Linked DNA regions of Ostrinia nubilalis: region 1 is linked to region 2. Evidence: chromatin contacts called from public Hi-C data. All regions are on one chromosome and are shown on one strand. Each heading gives the region's core, a stretch centred on a gene start, on an enhancer-like site or on the middle of the called end of the contact. The rest is flanking DNA. Distances are from core to core; before and after follow the strand shown.

What was found. Hi-C and Micro-C count contacts between places; a contact is called where the count stands out from the background.
Region 1: a Hi-C map of whole body shows a contact between it and region 2, with 7 times the contacts expected there. The contact joins the promoter of LOC135081008 here to the promoter of LOC135081241 in region 2. A contact is called at or near these places in 3 of 5 Hi-C or Micro-C datasets (all in whole body).

Annotation. Positions count from the first base shown.
Region 1 is chr19:364,292-369,515 of ilOstNubi1.1, reverse strand. It overlaps LOC135081008 (host cell factor 1), which reads left to right and starts at 1,427. Exons shown (of 1, transcript XM_063975730.1): 1 at 1,427-4,800. The coding sequence starts at 1,624. The coding sequence ends at 4,146.
Region 2 is chr19:227,855-232,513 of ilOstNubi1.1, reverse strand. It overlaps LOC135081241 (tRNA:m(4)X modification enzyme TRM13 homolog), which reads left to right and starts at 3,346. Exons shown (of 8, transcript XM_063975987.1): 1 at 3,346-3,562; 2 at 3,789-3,826; 3 at 4,032-4,222; 4 at 4,329-4,523; 5 at 4,641-4,659. The coding sequence starts at 3,410. LOC135081007 (prolyl 3-hydroxylase sudestada1) reads right to left here and starts at 3,137. Exons shown (of 9, transcript XM_063975729.1): 1 at 2,780-3,137; 2 at 2,411-2,586; 3 at 1,986-2,273. The coding sequence starts at 3,014.

The DNA.
Region 1 (5,224 bases), core at 178-2,677, 140 kb before region 2:
AATTTGGTCTTATGAATAAGACTTCTTATGAATAGGATTAAGTGCCCTTTAACCGTCATGAAGACCACTTTTCGATAGGGTAAGTCCTTTACGCGGTATAACCGGAAAACCGAAAAAACGCCCCTTTCGGGGGCCTTCACCACTTAAGCACAACTCCGTCGAAGTCGAAAACTTAGGAGAGTCTTAATGGGCAACCAATGAAGCCATTAAAGCAAAAAAATCTTTTGTAGGAATTATTTCCGATTTAATCAATTTTTGTGTTTAATTCTACTGGCCTATAAGCGTGAACTTGATTGAACACGCGTGAAACCGCGCACAGAACAAACGAACGAACTAAACCGTAAGTTTACACTATCATATTCGATCGAATTCACCACGAAGGATTAACGGGATTATTTATTAGTAATTTTCGTATTTATAAATTGCTAATATACTTACTTTAGATAAAATACAAAACCTGCAATTTTTGTAATAATAGGCTAGATGACAAAATTTCAATTATTTGTCCGTCAGATAATTAGAAAATATTAGACTCATATTTTTTATTTTCTTTCATAATTAAATAACAGTGCTACATCGAGTTGAAATGGCGCGATACGTCACGCTTGAGTAGAATTTTTACTCAAAAGTGACATCACGCGACATTTTAACTCAATTTAATACTGTAATTATTCGATTTACGGAAAAAATTAAAAAATATGAGTCTAATATTATCTAATTATCTGTCTGACGGACTAAATAGAATTTCGATTTCATTACCCAGCCATCATCCCTATTGTGTTATGCCCATTTTCACCATCAATCCCTAATTTTTAAGTTTTAAGTGACACCTATGTAAACAAAATTCATGTTATTTGTTACCATAGGGGTCACTTAAAAATTAGGGACTGATGGTGGAAACGGGCATTAGGCAAGTTATATTTGGGATGTGCAAAATCGCTTTTAAAAGCCTGCTTGCAAAAAATAAATAAATAGAAGATCAGTGGATATAGACAACGTGCACATTATTCGCAAACCAGTCGAAAAATAAAGGCCTTTTTTGTATGGGGTTATGTCGGATTCGATTTTCGATTCGGTCAAAAGTCAAAACAGATCAAAAAGTGCAATTCTTTAAAGGAGCAGATTAGGGCAAATTACTTAAAATATTGATAATTTTTAGCTATAGAAAAAATATTTGGCAATAACCTAAAAGTAAATGAGTTTTGAAAGAAAGAAAGAAAAAATAGGCATTTGCAGTAAATGAATAAATAACGATATAGATAACGAGTTCAAACTTGTAATAATGATTCTGGCTGATTTTTTCTTTTTTTAAAACTAAAGTCACCCATAGACAATTTCTTGACGTCCGACGCCGATCTTATTATTTATTTAAGGTTGGTAGCGCTGTTGCTAACGCCATTTTTGTTGTACGCTGTAAGCTGCATAAGGTGATCTTTTTTTACTCATAGGCGAAACACTAAAGTGGGAAAGAGAAAGATGAATTGGATCTTCCTATGTAGCTGCAAGTGACCCGAATATTTTCTTCAAAGCTTATTTACGACGTTTCTCATTGTCTATGCTGTAGATACGCATCCCGAGCGATACATACGGTGTAAAGCTTTTAGTGACAAATGTATAGTAAAAATGAAGGAAAACGCGGTACTTAAGTGGCAAAAAGTCTTCAATCCCACCGGCCCTCAACCACGTCCCCGGCATGGCCATCGCGCGGTCGCCATCAAAGATTTGATGATAGTTTTCGGCGGCGGAAACGAAGGAATAGTTCATGAGCTTCACGTCTTCAACACCACCACAAACCAATGGTTTGTTCCCGTCACAAAGGGAGAAGTGCCTCCAGGATGCGCTGCCTACGGTTTCGTGGTCGACGGGACGAGACTTCTGGTGTTTGGCGGCATGGTCGAGTACGGCAAGTATTCTAACGATTTGTACGAACTGCAGGCCTCGCGGTGGGAATGGAAGCGATTGAAGCCTCTACCACCCAAGCAGGGACTCCCGCCGTGCCCCAGACTCGGTCACAGCTTCACCCTACTCAATGGGAAAGTTTACCTTTTTGGAGGTCTGGCGAATGAAAGTGACGATCCCAAGAACAATATTCCGAGGTATCTCAACGACTTGTACACTCTAGAACTGTACCCCAATTCGTCAATGACGGTATGGGACATACCTTTGACTTATGGCCAGTCACCTCCACCGCGGGAATCGCACAGTGGTGTGGCCTACACAGACAAAAATAGTGGCAAATCATCCCTAATTATTTATGGTGGCATGAGTGGATCTCGCCTCGGTGACCTCTGGGTGCTAGACGTGGACAGCATGTCTTGGTCACGTCCAGAAGTTGGAGGGCCTGCACCACTTCCCCGATCCCTCCACACTGCAACAGTGATCGGACAACACATGTACGTGTATGGAGGTTGGGTGCCTTTAGTCCCTGATGAATCTAAACTTGCCACTCATGAAAAAGAATGGAAATGCACTAACACTCTTGCATCACTCAATCTAGAAAATATGACATGGGATAACATTGCATTGGATAAGTTTGAAGAGTGCGTACCTAGAGCTAGAGCCGGTCACAGCGCTGTCGCCATTCAGACAAGGCTGTACATTTGGTCTGGACGTGACGGATACAGGAAAACTTGGAACAATCAAATCTGCTGTAAAGACCTTTGGTATTTGGAAGTCGGAGTTCCGCCGCAAGCAGGCCGCGTGGCGCTCGTGCGCGCCGGCACCACGTCGCTGGAGCTGTGCTGGCCCGCGATGAACACCATCACGACTTACGTCCTTCAAGTGCAGAAGTGCGGCAAGGTGACCCCGGCGCGCTTCCCGGCCACCGCCGAGCCCGTGGCCGCGCCGCCGCCGGCGTCTCCGGTGACCCCGCAGCCCGACGCAGCCAGCAAAGCCTTCGGTCTCACGTCGCCCGTGTCCACCGGTTTGCCCACGCCGGCGGACATTCCCGCGCGGCCCGTCGCGGTCGCCGCGTCGCCTGTCGCCACCCCGATCGTCTCTACGCCACAAAAAATCGTCTCCGGACCTATCAAAGTCCCGACGCAACCGACCGCCGTCAAAATATCTCCTCATACGCCCACTCAGAAAATCACTACTTATCAAGGCAAAACTGTGGTCAAGTCTCCTGCACCAGGTTCCTCGCAACAGATCAAAGTCGCCGCTGTTACTCCTCAAGGCGTCACCAGAATCGTCAGCGGTGTCGCCACTCCGACAACCGTTCGAGTGTCGACGGCGCAATCGAACGCACAGATCGTCCTCAGTTCCGGTACCGCCGGCGCGGTCACGCCTAGGTTCGTGCAAGTGAAGACGGGCGGGAGCGGCGCTGTTCCGGTCAAGCTGGGAGCGGGAAACGTCCCAGTCAAACTGGCCGGCGGCGCGGTGCCGCTGAAAATCGGCACGGCCAACTTGCAGGGTAAGATAGCGACGAACAGCGTACAGAAAGTGGGTCAAGTCGCCACAACGAACGTACCATTAAAACTCGGCGCCGGAAACGTGAAGATCGGCACGAGCAACGTGCTAGTGAAGACGGCGGGCGGCGTGCCCATACAGGCGGGCGTCGCGAACCTGCAGACCAAGGTCGCGGCTGGAGTGCCGGTCAAACTGGGCGCGGGCAACCTGCCAGTGATCGCGAGCAGCGGAGGCGCCATCCAGATCGCGGGCGGGGCGCTGGGCGGGCAGAAGACGCCGGTGTACAAGATCGTGACGGCCAAGTCCGGCGAGCAGACGGCGACGGTGGCGACGTCCGCGGGCGCGGCCGCCGGCACCACGGTGCTGCGGCAGGCGGGCGGCAACGCCGGCATCCCCGTCATCATCAAGAAGACGCCCGGCGCGAACGCGCAAGCGAGCAACGCGCCGCAGTACGTGACCCTGGTGAAGACGTCGACGGGGATGACGGTGGCGACGGTGCCGAAGATGGCGATGATGCAGAACCGGGCGGTGGCGCCGGCGAGCGCGGGGCAGGCGCAGAACATCGCGCCCGGCGCCACCATCGTGAAGCTGGTGTCGGCGAACACGGTGGGCGGGAACAAGATCATCACGCTGCCGTCCAACATGCTGCAGCTGGGCAAGGCGGGCGTGGGCGGCAAGCAGACCATCGTCATCACCAAGTCGGCCAGCCAGGCCGCGCCGCCCAGCCAGCCGCAGTGAGCCGGCTCCCGGCGCGGGACTGCAGTGTTCGTGGCGCCCGTCCGTGCGAGGTCGCGGTGGCGACGGCCGTAACAGCAGTGGTATGACGAATGTAAATTTTAATGTGAAACACTAAAGTGAGTCGGTTGAACTGTAATGATAGTATATTTTAAAATCATAATTATTATAGTTATATGAGTTTTTGTATGTTACATGGGTCTGTGTAGAAAGTGTCCTCATAGAGTTTTTCTAAAATATTTTATTTACTCTCTTAAAATTAATATTATTGATAGAATATAATTAAATATTCGTGTCTAATGTACACACTGAGTGAAGCCATTTCATGATCTGTCATGCTGTAGCTGTTTGTTGTATCTTGTCTTGTGAAGCACACCATTTCCTGCACTTTCAATGTTACAGAAATCTTGATAAATGTACCTACTATTTTTATTTAACCAACTTATGCTAAAGTGCCTGTTGTGTGCAGTCTACATAGTTATGAATAATGCTTAGATTTTAAAGTAAACTGGATTACATCAATTAATAATATACATAGATTTTAATAATGTTTTAATAGAGGAAAATAATAGATTGTGTATGAAGCTCAAAATTATATTTTTTATGGATGGTATACCTCGTAGATGCCTTAAATTCATTCTTTGATTGTGGCCACTGTGAACAAAATTTTGTATTACATATCATTGTGAAATTTTGTTCCATTGATTAGTCTTCCGTGACTTAATTTTCCAAAGAGCTGACAAAGTTTCATTTCAGTAATTTGGTTTTAATCTACGTGCCTGACCATGTGGGACAAAAACAGTGTGTGGTGAATTAGATGCAACAGTTAATATATTATTAAGTATCTTATGTTTTTATTTGCTGTATGAACACTAGCATTATTCACTAATATTTAAATAAAGTTTAAACTTATTATTTCCAGTTGGAAGCTGTAAAAGTAAAGCTAGTTTTATTAAATATGGGTGTGCAATGAGTGTCCTGCACGTCACAAAGTGAGGTGCTTGAGTGCAGCAAGTAAGAACATTTGAATACAGCCTGTTTATTAGTTATAGTTGAATTTCAACATAAGCACTATTTAAGT
Region 2 (4,659 bases), core at 2,097-4,596:
TATGTACACTTCAATGAATCATGAGTGACATTGGCGATGATATAAAACTTAGTGTTACACAAACATCATTACATAAATATTTTTACATAAATATTATTACATCGTGCAAATGAGCGATCGTCCAACGGCATTCAGGGTGATGAAAATAAATCATTCGAAATTAAATCCGATGCCCACCCTAAGGGCCTTGATGAAACCTGATAAGGTTTAGATCGGCTACGAAACTATCATTTAATTCTAGCTGTGCTTGCGACTTCGTTTGCATAACTTTTCCCGCTTTCGCAACATTCTTATTGATGCTCCGCTACTATTGGTGGTAGAATGATGTTATTATGATTTTATAGAACTCGTGGTTAAAGGACTCCAACACAAAGATAGTTTTTGTGTTGATGCAAACAAACTCTTGTTCAGCCCTATAACATTATTATCATAATTGTAATTACAATAATACATAATTACATATTAAGATTGCTCTGAATTAAGCTGGTTGACTAACCGTCAATAAGCTGATCTAGCTGACAAGTTATCACCGTTAGCCCTAAAGATAATGGTCGCACAGTCTTACCACAGCACCGACAGTTGTAAACCGCAAAGTTTACTAAGTTTGTACTAGGAAAGTCTGTATATTATAAATTTTATCAATTCCGACTCAAACTTCGCTATCCCTAGCGAACAGCGATAACGCGGAATACTCAGGCAATACAAAAGTATCGTACCTATACATAGCCGGCTAGCTATTGTCACCTATTCATTACACCGTCCACCTAGGCTACGGTCCTGTAAAGGTTTATAAATATTAAAATCTGAGCTGATACCTAAATGTGGGAAATGTTGGAGATCATCAAACGCCCGCTATCGGCAAGCGACTTTAACTGTACCAGTGAATATTCTTATCCATACCTAATAATTATTCACTCCTACCGAAGCTTATTAAATTCATCCAACGGTCTGATACTGTGAGTGAGGGTGGACGTAGCTTTTGCGCATTTTACATGACGTAAAGTAACCGATAGTTCATTATTACATAGTTGTTAATAAACGATGCATTAGACGTGAATTTACGGAGATGCAGATGCAGATTGCGTTCTGTAAAATATTATAATGTACCTACACACAGTACATTACCACTCAGTAGACAGATAAGCTAAAGTTCTAACTAATTCATAACATTTCTCACTGATCAATGTCTTATTCTTCAATTGATCACATTGGCGATTACACAGCGCCACCAGGAGATAATAGACACGTCTCTCATTATAAAGGCTTCGAATAACGGTACAGTACTGTTTAATAGCGACGTTTTACCTGAAAATAAAACGTTTATTAAACATACTTACCTTATTCGAAGCCTACTTTTTAAATCTACCTGGTGTCATAAAACACAATGGCGAGAATATCGAAACCTAGTTTCGAGCTACCGTTGGTGGCGCTAGTGTCGTTAATTGAGGCGTGCTTAGGCGGTGGGGGACCGGAGCGGAAGTCACGTGGGCAGATTATACGTCAAAACTAGTACTCAAACAGGAAAAGACAGACACTACTCTCATTATAAAGGCTTCGAATAAGGTAAGTATGTTTAATAAACGTTTTATTTTCAGGTAAAACGTCGCTATTTTATTTATTGTTGTTGTAATCCGCTAGATAGTAAAAAAAATGCTCATCAGGTATAGACAGATTAAACATGCTTGCAATATCACTCAAGAGAAGAAAAGAAAGAGAAAGAAATATACAAAAGATATGATAAAATTTTGGTATGTTAAGAAAAGTGATTCATTCCACCACCAGTAGTGTTCTAATATGCTTTAATAAGAATCAATTTTTTTTTCTTTACTCCAATAATTAATAACATACAGTGTACATGCTATACAGAGAGCACGGTAACAGTTTTACATTAGCCTAAAAGTTAACCAGTGACTCAAAATTGAAAAGACATTTGTCAAATGACAGATACATAAAATGTTGAACTTTTACAAGAATAGAACCCTTACCCAACTCATCACTTCAGTCTTCAAAAGCTCATATATGCCCCTTATACTCCGCTGCCATGTGAGACTGGCCAGGTCTGTGGTCTGGTGGAACTCAAACAGGTCCATCTTCTTCCGCGACCAGTCCAAGGTGTTCATGTCGTCCACTATGTTGTTGATGATTTCAGGGTTGTCTAGTAAGTTGTGCAGTAAGCACACTCGGAAAGGTTCACATGTAAGTGTGACCTCATTGCTTGTGTGGTCCTTGCATTCGCTCCAGTGTGTTTTTAGACTATCTTTTAATTCTTGTGCCTAGACAAAAAAAATATGAGACATATTGTATAAGAAAATTGATTCAAACTAGAAAATTATAGAAACACACTTAAATTGAAAACAGAATCTGAGTAACATTTGAATACAAGCAGATACATAGTATTAAAAAAACTCACTTTGAGAGTAGGGTTAAGTTTAGGTTCGTCCATTCTGTTAGCTCGAGGGTTAAGCTGTGCTTTGACAGGCTTACTGGTAAGGTCCTCATCCTCCACAAGCACTGAGTCATCTTCCCATGGGGACTCAGAATCAGAGCTGTAGTCTGATGATGATGATGATGATGAAGAATAATCCGCTGAAATATAATTTATCTCCATGAATTACAAATTCAATCATTCTAGACATATATTTTAATAAATAGTGACTAAGCAAAGTTCTTACAAGTATTTATAGTCAGCCCAAAAAAAGACAACAACATTTCGAAATTCAGTTTCCCGCGCTTAGCGTTATCAAGCTTTTGCGCCGTCAAGTGGTTAAATGGAACTCACCCCCGCGGATCCTTTTGACTTCATCGGCAGAAGCCTGGTATGAATTCACTGCACAAACATCAGAGTCATCACTCTCAGTATCAGAAATCTCGATCACCGTGCTGGAAAGCCGCCGCTTGGCGGGCGGTCGCTGCGTCTTTGCAGAGGAGCTTTCGCCCCCGCTCCTGGTGGGCTCATCGTCTGCTAACTGACTTGTAGAGGACGGTTCTTCATTTTCGTTACTTGGGGAGCTCATTTTAACGCATTAACACTACATAATATGCTAAAATAACAAAAGCAAACCAAAATGATGCTACGTCTAACCTCAAAATTTGTTGACGTTTCGATTAAACAATACTGCCAACAGACAGACAAAACGTTCTATCAAAAAACGTTCGGTTTCTCCCATATAAGTGACACACTTGATCAACTTATATGATAATGATAAAGAATAAATAAGTTATTTAACATTATTTATATTTTATTGATTCACAGTTTAAAGTATTGATATAAATATTTAAAATAATGATAGTAAAAAAAATATATTTGAACAGCTGATTTATGACAGCTCACGTACGTCACCGATCTGCCATTGAAACGAAAGTCATAACCTCAAAAACTTTTGTAAACAAACCACTAAAATCAATAAAAATGGAAAAACTCAAGATATCTCTGAATGAAGTACAATCGCCGCAATGTCAATACTTTGTCGTTCGAAAGAAACGGCTATGCCGCATGACTGTTCGTCCGGGACGACAGTACTGCGGAGAGCATGAGCCAGAACCTAAACTTGACGATGGACAGGTAAAAAATTCCCTAGTTTCTAAAAGCTTTCGATGAAAATATATTCATTAAATGTCTGGGTTGACTACTACCCACTATATGTAATTGGTCAAAGCTGTGATTTAAATCGTATCATAACTTTAATAGGTTTAACTTGTACAAAAATCATGGCACTATATGAACCATATGGATGTCTAAACTGTATCACTATTTTTGCCATTTTTATCATTTCTTTGTTTCCCTACAGGCTGATACTCGCATTCCATGCCCAAATGATCCCAAACAGTGAGTACATGCTAAGCTACAGGCTAAAGCATTACATTATTCACTTATGTACCTAGCCCATGTAAATGCTTATCATCTCTCTCTTATTGAAACGTCCCATTTAACTTTAACTGCAACTTGTTTGCTTGTCTATTATCACATGTAGATAATTTAAACTTTATTTATCAATCTGATGTGCAGTTGAAACAGTTACCCCTATTTACAGCACTTGTTACATTAGCAAACTGCAGAAGCATCTATCCATTTGCAACGCGCGGCAGGGCGAACTACCACCGTATATAGTAAAAGGCATCAATGCAGGTTCTAGCTCTGAGGGATATCCAAGGCCACTCCTCAGTGAAGTACCTAAGGAAATGATGGAACAGCTAGTTGAGAAAGTTAACAGACTTTATGAAAGTAAGTAGCTGACCAAAATGTTACTCTTGCTAGAGCTGCAATAAACCTTTATTTTGGAACTAATAAGGAAGGCTAGACTTTTTCAAACCAAGAATCACATTTTCAGAGTATGTAAAGGACAATATATCAACAGTGGAAGAACAGCCCATCCACCCCATCGTGCAGGAGGACTACGAGCAGAGCGACCGCACGGAGAGCTCGCGGCGCCACCTGCAGCAGGCCTCCAGTCTGCTGCGGCTGGCCGAGCAGGAGGGCTTGGTCAGGGACAGGACCTGCTATGTGGAGCTGGGTGCTGGCAAAGGTTATTACACTTTTGTAAAGGATTAGAATCGCAGTATGATATTGATGTCAACCTGTTTGAAACTATCCCTACCGACTTATATTGTTTTCCATATGGCAATTTGTGATTTTTCCCCAGGCCACATGTCGTACTACGC